Regions from separate parts of the Danio rerio genome. Here region 1 is linked to region 2. The links are chromatin contacts, called in public Micro-C maps. All regions are on one chromosome and are shown on one strand. The core of a region is the stretch at or near the end of the contact, and the rest is flanking DNA. Distances in the headings are between cores, read along the strand shown.

What was found. A called contact is a pair of places that touch in the nucleus more often than the background predicts.
Region 1: a contact with region 2 is called in a Micro-C map of caudal fin, with 2.8 times the contacts expected there. The contact joins the promoter of qkia here to the promoter of ythdf2 in region 2. A contact is called at or near these places in 1 of 18 Hi-C or Micro-C datasets (caudal fin) and 1 of 4 datasets of contacts at active chromatin or transcription factors (embryo).

What each region holds. Positions count from the first base shown.
Region 1 is chr17:29,201,401-29,208,057 of GRCz12tu, forward strand. It overlaps qkia (QKI, KH domain containing, RNA binding a), which reads left to right and starts at 4,528. Exons shown (of 8, transcript NM_131224.1): 1 at 4,528-4,910. The coding sequence starts at 4,766. It overlaps LOC141378580 (a long non-coding RNA gene), which reads right to left and starts at 5,358. Exons shown (of 4, transcript XR_012393430.1): 1 at 3,424-5,358; 2 at 3,239-3,353.
Region 2 is chr17:28,910,864-28,917,293 of GRCz12tu, forward strand. ythdf2 (YTH N6-methyladenosine RNA binding protein F2) reads right to left here and starts at 1,408. Exons shown (of 4, transcript NM_200250.1): 1 at 1,243-1,408; 2 at 1,053-1,077. The coding sequence starts at 1,269.

The sequences.
Region 1 (6,657 bases), core at 3,278-5,777, 290 kb after region 2:
TCATTCATTTAACTTCTTCTGTGTATTGTGTATTAGCTTGCTCAGTGTGCATGAGCAAATGGGTTGTCGCAATGCAATTCGTTTTTATTTCACATGACTTTTTATGGCTCAAAATTAAGGATTTACCAAATTTATCTCTGACCAAACCAATTAAGTATTTCTTAGCCACAATGTTTTAATGTGTCAAGACAAGGAAAATATAGCTGTATTGGTGCACTTTTTAAATTCAACAAAACTTTTCTTTAAAAAAACATTACATTTAAAAAAAGAAGTATTGTGCACTGTTGCCTCACAGTGAGAAAGTTTGAGTCCCAATTGGACCAGTTTTATGTTTTCTCTGTGGAGCTTGTATGTTCTCCCCGTGTTTATCTGGGTTTCCTCTGAGTGCTCCGATTTTCCCCACAGACCAAAGGCATGCGCTATAAGTGAATTTGAACTAAATTGGCCATAGTATATGTGTGTGAACGCATGTGTGAATGTGAGAGTATGTTTGAGTGTTTCCTAGTACCGGGTTGCAGTTGGAAGGGCATCCGCTGCATAAAACATGCTGGAATAGTTGGTGGTTCATTCCGCTGTGGCGACCCCTGATAAATAATGGACTAAGCTGAAGGAAAATAAATGAATAAATGAATGAAATTTCACAGAGGCAAAAATTAGCAGTGACTCTGGAGCCGGTGTTACCGCGCAAAAGGCACCTTCTAAAACGAATGTCAGACAGATTTCTGAGAAAGCAAAACAATTTAATCACGTACAATTAAATCGAGAGAGTTTGGCGATAACCAAGTGGATATTTACTTACTACTAGAGTGACTTCTTGATAGACATGCATTAAAAACATACATTTACACATACATTGCCCCATGTTTATTTTATTTATTTTCTTGCTCACCTGTCAGAAATGCAATGCACAGGATTGTGCTACATTAAAGACAGTGAAGGACACATCTATGCTGCCTTAAAATTCAATCAGAAAAAGGTATCAACACGAGGTGAAGCAGAATTTGTATTGTTCCTTGATGCCATCCTACCTATGAATGCTTCCTCCAAAGGCAGCATTGTAGAGCTTTTGAACACAGTCTCTGTGAGTGAGTGATAAAGGACTGTGTGTTTGCTCTAATCTTCCCTGCGGACCCCCTAGGGAGCCGTAGAGCCATGAATGACATGACGGCCCATGGTGTGATTATACTGCACTGCGCTGGACTGGACTGGACTGGGTGGAGAGAATAGAATCCATCAGTGCTGTCAGCGCCGCAGTCCAAAACACAACACCCAACATATCTGACCAGCCCATGCAGAAAGCTCTTATGGCCGTTTCTTCAGTCATCAGCCTGTGTTCGGCTTATCCAACATGCTTTTACTCTCACTCCCATAAATACTCAACGACACTCACACACACGCTCCCTTGCCAATTTCAGTGAGAATATGCCACTCTTCACCTCACCTCAACAAAAGTGCGATTTTTCCCTCTCTCTAGATCCCACAATTGACCCAGATTTCACTCTCTGGTGTTCCAGCGCCCACACGTAATCTCTTTTGTTTTATGCTTCAGTATTGTTTATTTTCACACTCAAAGCCTTCAAGCTTTCTTCAGACAAAATAACACAAGAGCGTGTGCGCTTTGAGGCAGCACACATTATATTCCAGACACAGTCATGCCACCTACTGCTTTTCTAATCAGCTGCCGGCGCTGACCGCCAGATCCTGACTGATGCCCCCTCTGAAGCGCCGTCTCCATCCTTTCTCTCAGCCCCCTGCCGCTCCACAACCACCTGATTTCATATTCACTTTTTATCTAAAGTGTCGTTAATTGGATTAATTGTAGAATGAAACCCGTGTTATTAATAGAGGAGGAAAATACAGGGTTTGGGCGGGGATTAATATCTCGCTCTACACACACACACACACACACACAATATTAGCAGCACACAGACACAAATGTGGCGCAGTGCCTAGTAAAATGAAAATGTATGTGGCAGCATTGATAAGAGCAAAGGATCCTTATCTGAGAAAGAGATAAATGCTCAATCTTTTGTGCTGTCTTCAGAAATTGGGGAGATTTTTATTTTCAGTTTATGATAGAAGGTTAAAAAAGTGAATAAAAAAACTGATTAAAGAAAGAAAGGATGAAGAGTCAGGTGAACAGGAGGATTCATAGTGAATCATATGGATATATTTTTGTTTGTGTCACAAATAAAGAGGCCGTTAATGCTTAGCTCATTTCAAAAATGGAGCCTGCATTCATTTATTTATGGATATTACTTGGAGCCAATTAGTCTGGAGCAATGACATATCTGATAGTAAATATCTGATATTGAGTTCTGGATGTTGTCACTATTGAAGACACGTGTCCTGTTATCTTTCATGTGGATAAGGCAGGATGATGTCCAGGGATGTCAGCTGATAGTCACTGAAATGTGTCTCACATACTGATGAATCAGTGTAATATGGTGGTTGGAGATGTGTCTTAATATGTGAAATATTCTGAAATGCTACATAAATGGTCAAAATTAGTGATTAGAACCAAGCTGCTGTGCTGAAGGTTATTTTTATATTACATGACCTCCCTAAATTAATTGTAGTTGAGGAAAAAAAAGTAATAAATTTGATAAAGTTGTTTACAATTGATATCATGATGTATGGGCGTCACGGTGGTGCAGTGTGTAGCACAATTGCCTCACAGCAGTAAGGTTGCTGGTTCAAGCCCCTATTGGGCTAGCTGGCATTTCTGTGTGTAGTTTGCATGTTTCAAAAACATGTGCTAAAGGTGAATTGAATTAGCTAAATTGATTGTGGTGTATGTGTGTGAATGCAGTAGTGTATGGGTGTTTCCCAGTGTTGGGTTGTGACTGGAAGGGCATCCGCTGCATAAAACATATGCTGGAGAAGTTGGTAGTTCATTCCGCTGGGCGACCCAAGATTAATAAAGGGACTAAGCCGAAAAGAAAATAAAGGAATGTATCACGATGTGTGAGAATGAGAAAACAAAGAGATATTTATACAACTATTGTTTAAACTTAGTGTAAAACAGCGTATTTCTTAAAGAACAGAATGTTCCTGAAACAAATGGAATCAATAGATGATGGATATTCTATTCCAAGTATGCCCAGGTATATGTTAATAACAAAAACACATTTTTGTTTTAAATTTTACACACACACACACACACACACACACACACACACACACACACACACACACACACACACACACACACACACACAAACTTTATATGTATTACCTGACAAAAGTCTTGTCGTCAATCCCAGTTGTAAGACCACTTCAGATTTTTCCGATGAATCATCTGCTGAACTGCATCCCAATCATCACAAATATTGCAGAAGACCAATTGGAACCTGCATGGACCCAAGATTCTCACAGAAATCAGTCAAGTTTGGTAAAGGAAAAATCATGGTTTGGGGGTACCTTCGGTATGTGGGTGTGTGAGTGATCTGCAGAGTGGATGGCATCTTCAGCAGCCTGAGGTATCAAGATATTTTTGCTGCCCATTACATTTTAAACCACAAGAGAGGGCAAATTCTTCAGCAGGATAGCACTCCTTCTCATACTTTAGCCTCCTCATCAAAGTTCCTGAAAGCAAATAAGGTCAAGGTGCTCCAGGATTGGCCAGGCCAGTCACCAGACATGAACATTATTGAGCATGTCTGGGGTAAGATAAAGGAGGAGGCATTGAAGATGAATCTAAAGACTCTTGATGAACTCTGGGAGACCTGCAAGAACACTTTCTTTGCCATTCCAGATGACTTTATTCATGTTATTTGAGTCATTGCAGAGATGTATTTGTATGTATATATTATTTTTGTTAAGTGACAAGACTTTTGTCTAAGCAAAGTCAGACCTTACTGTCCTAACTAAATAAATATCAAGGCATGATCATATTTTATTTTGGTAAAATAAGAGTAATCTAGAGGCCTTTGCCTTTCATATAAGCTACTTCTGATACCACATGATCAACTACAAGTCAAGTTATTATTTGTTGTTCTTAAAACTTGGATTGGCGAAAAGACTTTTGTTTGCATTTTTCATCCTTAAAAAAATAAATAAAAAGTATCATAAATCATAATGTAGTTCATTCAGGCTATACCTTTATATTTTTAACACCAACACGACATATATATTTTGCAGATTATGCGCACGACACATCCTAGCAAAAGAAGATAATCGCAAACTGCAAATCAGAAATATGCATTTAAACGATTTGACTCTAAAAGCAACACACACATCACGAAAAGCCAAACACTTGTTGTCACAGACATGTTGTCATAGCGTTTCACGATAAATCATACCGGTGACTCCAAGCGTTCTGGAATATGCATGCTATTGGCTAAAATCGCTGTCCATCATCTCAGGCTCTCATTCGTATGGTTAAAGCACTGATCCCGCCTCTTCAAGCCATGCGCTAATTGGCCACCGTACGCGTCCGCGTCGCGCACTCAGCCAATGCGCGTGCGGCTGGTCGGGCGCGCTCAGAGGTTCCTCCGCGAACGCGCACTGGTGGCAGTCCGGAGCGGCAGCAAGAGCTCAGTACAACGAGGAGAACTCGACGAGTCCACACCGCGCGACTCCAGCGAAAGGAGAAAAGAGCACGCCAGACAGAGACTGCACATTCAGATCAGCCCCTACATCTGGACAGAGTCGCCGCAGCCTGGAGGGGGAACGAGGGATTTGAGCAGCACCGTTATTTTTTCTTTTGTGTTTTCTTTTTTTTCTTTTCTGGGGGAAGGATTGTGAGCGTTTGTCTGCAAAGATGATGGTCGGGGAGATGGAGGTGAAGGAGAGACCGAGGCCGAGTCCCGACTATCTGATGCAGCTACTGAACGAAAAGAAGCTCATGACGAGTTTACCGAACCTGTGCGGCATCTTCACACACCTGGAGAGACTCTTGGACGAAGGTATGTGTGTGTAAATCTGAGCTGTGAGTGTTCGTGTGGCGTTTTACAACTTCACAAACTATTGGTCTACTGCGAAAGAGACTCAAAATGATAGTTGGGATTTATGTTTTATTGTTAAATTTGGTTATTTGGTTGTGTTTAAGCAGCTTTCAACAGCTTTCCCCCCCTTTTATAATTAGAAAATTCGCTTTTTACCAAGTCAGTAACGTTACGCATGTGCGGGTCGCTAGCACTGTTAGCACTCTGCTAAATCAACAACTTTTTAACGGCGTCATTTTTGTTAACTTTCACTTCTTTACCATCAAATGTACAACTTTTACGGTTTTTGTCTTATTCTATGCGTTTATTACATGTTGTAAATAGCTAATAACCAGGCGCTTGAGCGTTTACTAACTTATATCAGGGTGTGAGTGAAGTTAGCCGAAGTTAGGTTAACGTTAGTAACATTAAGTTAGTTGCAGATAAGAAACTCACGGTTGTTTGTCACTTTTAGAATAGCTTTATAGTATGTTTAATTCCTCCTGTGGTTACAGTATTAGTAGCTCTACATAACACAGTGGATTTAATCACAACAATTAACTGTTTGTTTGCAGATTAAGATTTCCCCCGAGGCATTCAGTAGAGTTATGCGTGAATGCGCCCTATGCAAAGAGCGAGACATGCGGTACAGCATTATCGCGTCGAGCATGAAACAGTGTTTTATTGTAAACATATATTTATAATGCAATCTGGAAGTGTGAAAGACAGTCTGTGGTTGTTATATGCAGCAGGTTTCTCCCATTGCAGCTCGTATCTGCACCGTCACTGCTTCTCTCCACACACGTTGTGCGTTTATTTACACCCGCTGTTGTGTCTGAAATGCATGTAGTTTACAATCAGGGTTTAATCTCCTCATGTTTCGCTTAGGAAATGTTTGAATTATTACGCACACATTAAGACATTGCGCGTTTGTATTCGCCGCAAGAATTGCTGAAATGCTCGTGATGTGGACATGCAGACACGCGGTTCTGTTTGTCCTGTAACAAAGAAGGAAGAGCAGCCGCAAAATCTGCTGCAATGTTGTCCATAATCTGCTTCGTTTGCGCTCTTGGCGTTTTACAAAATCACACTGTGCGTTACTGGATAAACTAGTTTGGTTTGACTGATCACAATTCCACATTCCGATACACAAACGCAAAGCAAACCACGCGTAAGCTTGATTAGATCAGTTTTGATGAGAAGCTCAACTCACTGTATTCGCCAATGGCAAATTTATGAAGGATAATGTAATCAAATAGGATTTTTTGTATGTTTACTAACTAGTAATGTAATAACAAACGCCATTCACATTAATGCTTGTTCCAAAATGAAAATGATTTACTCAAGGGTGTACTTTGTAGTTTGTTGATGACCAAACAGTTTAGATATGGGTTAAATAAACTCCCCGTGAGTAATCCCTTTATAACTCCTGTAATAAACTAGTATTTCAACATGCAGACCGTCATGAGTTTGCTTGCATATCTATAGTAGTTTTTTCCTCTCCCTCTTTCTAGGGGTCTGTTTTCATATTACAATACACTTCTATCAATCTGCCCACAAGTAAATAAATCTGAACACAATGTGTAAACAGTTTGAGTTTGTCCACTCTGCCGCTTTCAGAGGTAGCTGAAAGTGCATTCGATCTGATTGCTTTTGCAGTGTTTAAGATTTCAAACAGCTGCAAAAGACCACTTAATCTCTGCCTACTCACTTTATTCTTAATAATTAC
Region 2 (6,430 bases), core at 158-2,657:
GAACAGTAGACATTCAAAGATTTGAAACAAGGGTAAATGATGCAAGTACAACACTGTTTTCAAAGAAGCACATTTTGTTGACCAAGGATGTCTCTATTAAAAAAAGTTGTCTAAAGTGGCACTGTATTAACAGCTGTACTTAATTTTAACTGCATGTTTCCCGTCATGCATGTTTAAATATATTAAAATTAATTTTGAAACAGTTTGCTTATTTTTTTTCTTTAAAATCTACTTTACAATATAATTAAATAATTTTAGCAATTAAAATCTAATTGTAGTTTTAACATTGTGAAAGACTTTAAACGGAGATGATTCTTTATAACAGCCATTGTTGCATCTGAGGATCGGTTGTCTGTGCAGTCATGTAGTCACTACAACTATGATTAAACTATTTTATTCTGTATCATTTTCCTTAAAGTACGTAATAATCGATTAAACACCAAATGGCTTTTTAAATGAATTTGTGTCAAGAATGCACCGTATGCAAAAGGATTAGAAATAGACTAAAAATAAAGAACTAAAAGCTGTCACATTAAATGCACGTGTTAAATAGACTGATTCAACACGCAACTGGATTGTGAAAGCTTGACACAGACTGGGGTGCTGAAAATCCCCTCAACAGGTCCCCCGGCGGCATGTTAACCCCCCGCCTGTTGCCCACCGGTAGCGGGGGTGGTCTATGGGTATGCGGGACCCTTCCACCGCTACACTTTAAACAAGCGTCTAAAAAGAGCGAAAGCTGTAGTGTATGTGGGTGTTCAGGTGCTTCGGAGTGTCACGCGTTCTGCTGCACTCGGCCTTAGCGCTGTGCTAAGCGGCTAACTAGCGTGGGCTCCAAAACACCAGCTCTTTATCGGATCAATAACACTAAAGTCAACCAGATCATCTACTATAAGACATACTTATCCTTTAAACCCACGGGTGTCTGTTCTGAGCAGGTTACACGGTTTGATTTGATAGCGGAATTGGTTTGAACACACGGCCTGCTAGCAGGAGAACCAGCACGAGACTCTCGTTATCTACAGCGCTAAAACGACACACACTTCACCTACCTTTGTTTGCTTGGCCTTTCGGTCTCTGGATTGGGTCCAGGTGATTCATGAAGGAGTGAGTTTGGAGAGGAAAGAGGGAGAATAAATGAAGGTTTATATGAAGCTCAGGCCTGAACTCGCGCTGCGAGAGAGAAAAAAAACCCGCCTCGACGCCACTTCTGCTCAATGTTCACAAAGTGCCTCTGTTTACCTGCTCCAGAAGGCTGCTGGCTGACATTTCTCACTCCCCGGTGCCTGTGTGTTAGACTGCGCGTTTGTTTGCGGGTTAAAGTCAACGGGAAATGTGTGTGTTTTTAGAGTCTTTGCGCCCGAGTCTCTCTCTCTCCCTCTCTCTCGCTACAGCTGCAGATCAGACACACAATGGCGGGCTGCAGTTCCTCCACACTTCAACATGGCCGAGATGCCGCCACACGTTTATCCCCGGCGGTATAGCGCCACACTGCGGCTGGGAGGAGGTGAAGGTAATGAATGAACGACAGTGGGTCCAAATTCAAGTCCCACCAAAATGATAATCCGTGGCGATCCTAAAGGGGTAAATGTAGCTAAGGCAAGGGATTTAAACTGAGAAAAAATCCGACTCATAAAATTATCAAAATGTTCAAAGTATATGTATTTAGTATACGAATATTTAATTTATTTTAAGTTACATTTTCAAGTAATCATCACTGTATTCAGTGATTTAATCACAATTTAATTTCTTTATTGTTTGTTTGAATACCTATATGTTGTATTTATTAGCTTTTTTGAATAATCTGTTTTTATTTATGCGTTCTAAATTCGAAATTTATTTCATGTGCAATTATTTAATTTACATTGTATTATGTCATGATTATACGGCTATCATTATTTTCGCATTTGTAATCATTTTATCATTATTCAAATTAGCAGATTGATAAATCCATTTGGTTTTATATCAAATTCAGATTTTGATATTGATAAATTCATTCATGAATTTTTTTTCAGCTTAGTCCCTTTATTAATCAGGGGTCGCCACAGCAGAATGTACCGCCAACTTTTCCAGCATATGTTTAACGCATTGGATGCCCTTCCAGCTGCAACCCAACACTGGGAAACACCCATACACTCTCATTCACACACATACACTACGGACAATTTAGCTTACCACGTCTTTGGACTGTGGGGGATACCGGAGCACCCGGAAGAACCCCACACGAACGCGGGGAGAACATGCAAACTCCACACAGAAACGCCAATTGACACAGCCGAGGCTTGAACCAGCGACCTTCTTGCTGTGAGGCGACAGCACAACCTACTGCCCCTACTGATATATTACAAATACAAAATAAGGATAATTTAATTAAATACACGAATAGGGTTAAATAAAATAAAAGTAAATGACACAGTGTTTTTCAAATAAATCGTCTAATTCACTTTTTTATATCAAAATTAATTCTCAATTTACTACACAGTGCAGTAAAATATCCACACTTTTGTCTTTTTTATCAGCTCTCACTCTGCAATTTTGGTTGTTGCACTAAAGACGTTAATAAAACCCGATTGTTATGTTATTATAATGAGTTTACTTTGTGTTTGTGCGCTTTATGAACTAAAAAAAAGTCACGATTAAAATATGCACTGTCACCTGTGAGCCGCTAGATGTCGCCCTGATTACGCAGCACATTTATGTTATATCAGAGAGACAGTCGTGGACGTAACAGCTTACGCAACTACAGTACATTTGCGCTTTATGGTTTATTTTCAAGAGCAACCTATATTTCCTACAGAGAAAAATACAGGAGTTCATTTTTACCTACAGTGATCAGACTGTATAACCAAAATCATACTAGATGTAGTTTGCTGATTTGTAATAGGCCTAGTTGATAGATATGCACAACAAGTGTTTACTCGTTGTTTTTGAAACTAAGGTGTGCAGTATGAAAGAAATTTTATAATTGTTTATATATATATATATATATATATATATATATATATATATATATATATATATATATATATATATATATATATATATTTTTTTTTTTTATAGCTTATTTTATCTAGCTATTTTAGCGTGGAAAGCTCTGCTGTGACATGAATTTAACTTAGGGGATTAATAAAGTCAAACAAACAAACAAACAAACAAACAAACAAACAAACAAACAAACACATTTGTAAAAAATATTATTTGAATGTCAGGTTTAGTGCAAGAAGTTATATTTACAAAGAAATGGCAGTGTTTCTAACTAACATGGCCGATAATCAAGGCTTAAAGTTTGCAATAGTAGTAGTAGCTAAAAAATCTTTCTTACAGAACTCAAGGTGCAGAAATAAATGTTTTTTTCCTTACAGACCAAAGTTTAGAACATGAGTTTTTAAGATATTGTTTATATAAAAATAGAAATATTATATAATATTGTAGGTCGTCATGGTGGTGCAGTGGGTATGATCACCTCACAGGAATAAGGTCACTGGTTTGAGTCTCGGCTGGGTCGATTTGCATTTCTGTGTGGAGTTTGCATGTTCTCCCTGTGCTCGCGTCGGTTTCCTCTAAGTGCTTCGCTGTCTTCCACAAGTCCAGACATGTGGGTGAAATAGGTAAACTAAATTGTCCGTAATTTATGTGTGAATGAGAGTGTGTTTCCCCAACAGTCCAAAGACATGTGCTATAGGTAAATTGAATAAACTAAAATGAATAAGAAATGCTAACTGACCCAGCTGGGACTCAAACCAGTGACCTTCTTGCTGTGAATTGACAGTGCCAACCACTGAGCCACCTCTATTTTATTATGATATATATATATATATATATATATATATATATATATATATATATATATATATATATATATATAATGAAAATATTTTGTTTCTACTAGGTTACATTATACTCTTTATAATACTTACTACTTTATCTAATTATTTGGAATTTTACAGTATTAACTTGAACCACATATCAAAATGTCTTAGTTTGCTTTAATCTAATGCTTATTAATTATTATCACATGCTTAATATGTAATGTTAAATACTTATTTTATTCACAATTTGGAATATGTGTTTTAGTCTTACCTTCATTAGGCTTATTCCTTATTCAATTTTATTTTAATCTTTTTTTTAAACAATTTTATAATTATTACCATCAATAGATAAGCTTGATATTTTAAATGATTGTGTCTTTCATTCTAATGTAATTAATTTAAATACATTTTAATTGTTTATTTATTTTAATCTTACTGTATCAAATTATTTATTAATTATTTTAATGTATTTTCCAATATATTTCCCTAAACCATTAAATTGCAAAACAATATTAAAAGAAAACAATCTAACAAAAATGCTGGTTATACTAAGAATTAGTATATGCATACTGCAAATTATTCTCTCTCTCTCTCTCTCTCTCTCTCTCTCTCTCTCTCTCTCTCTCTCTCTCTTCTCCCTCTCTCTCTTTCACACACGCTCACACAGCCACAAATGAACCTGTTAAAACCTGCAAGGAGTGAAATGAATGAATGACCAATTAAGATGGTGTCTTTACCATTTACTGAATGTGTATTGATCCAATTTGTGAGTCTCAGACTGTGTCAAAACAACTCATTAGCAGCTCTATCTCTATTAACAGATGCAAGACCTGTGCTCTATAACCTTTCAAGCTCCAGCCTTGGCCTGTAATGTGCTCTTAAAGCCCGATGTCAGATCTTTTGAGATTATTTTGAAAAAGTGCTTGTGGTCGAGCCCGGGTTCCTTATAGAGTCTGTAATTAGCTCTGTGAATAATCTTTTAATGCAGGAGTTGAGTTTGTGGTTGGATGTGTTGGATAAAAATTAGATATACTTGAACCCTTTTAACATTTGCTTTCAGAACAGCAGGAGATTGAGGTGAACTTTCAGTGTTGTGTGAAAATGCAAGTCACATATTATGCAAACAAGGAAAATCTCTCACATTTTTTATAAGTGCTAAAGAAACACTGAACGGCTGAAAAAGGAAGAATGAGGAAGCTGTTAGTTTCACAAAGGCACATATTTATGTGTCATATTTGCAAGTTAGAGTGTTCTGATCTTAGTTTTAATTAACCTTATGAATTGCATCAATTTACTGACATCTTGTTATAAACATCTTGAAATTAAAATCCTCCCTGTTTTTAATCTTTCACCTTATTTCAAAGGCCAGGATTCATAAACGTAGTCACATTGCAGGATCGCTGCATGTGGCAGGTCAATGACAGGTGAATTTTATATTTAAAGTGGATGGCACTGATCTGAGTAGAGTGTCCCACACTGAGATTGCACAGGGGTGACGTTAATGTTCCAGGGTCCTGTGAGAAATAAGAGATGGAAAATTGATTGGATAAAGTGGGGTTGGTGGGGCTGGTGGGCTAACAGTCTAGTTAGCACAGAGACAGGTTTTACTTTACAGAAGAAATTCTGCAGAAATGCAGAAACTTGAGTTTGCCTACACAATTTAGCATAGCTTTTCCATGTGGAGGCCTGGTTGATTGCCAGCATAATGTTTATTTTCCCACATACCCTCTCTGATTGGCTAGCGGCTGTAACTGAGGGCAGATCTACAAATTTACTGGCCAATAAAAATAGCTGTGAACTCAATGATGTCATCACTAAATAAATCACTCTGCATCTGCACTGTACAGATGGCACAACATGAAAGAAACAATTCCCATAATTCAAAGCAGCACATAGAAATTGAGTTAAATAGAATTGCTTAAATAGAAAACATGTAAGACAACGTTTGAATGATTAGAACTTAAATGTTTTGCTCAGAGAAAGTCAATAAAATGTTTCTAACATGTCTAGCTACTTTTTTTAACAAGCATGATTTTAATACTTGGAAGTATGAACAAGGGGGTCAGTAATCATAGGTTTTAGCCTAACATGCTTTAATAAGAATTAGCATGTCGTTACTATGTGGGTAGCACATTGCTAACATGAATTATCATGTTTCTAACAAGTGTTGTGGGGTGACACGGTGGCGCAGTGGGTAGCACGTTCGCCTCACAGCAAGAAGTTTGCTGGTTCAAGCCTCGGCTGAGTTAGTTGGCATTTCTGTGTGGAGTTTGCATGTTCTCCCCGAGTCCCAGTGTTCGTGTGGGTTTCCTCTGGGTGCTCTGGTTTTCCCCACAAGTCCAAAGACATGCGGTATAAGTTAATTCGGTAGGTTAAATTGTCCGTAGTGCATGTGAATGAGTGTGTGTATGGATGTTTCCCAGTGATGGATTGCGGCTGGAAGGGCATCCGCTGCATAAAACATGTGCTGGATAAGTTGGCGGTTCATTCCGCTGTGGTGATCATTAAAGGGACTAAGCCTAAAAGAAAATGAATGAACGTGTTGTTAGCAAGCTGTGAGCTTGAGCCAGCTGACATGTTGAAAATTGCTGCTAGCGTTATGTTTACCGTTATAACAATAT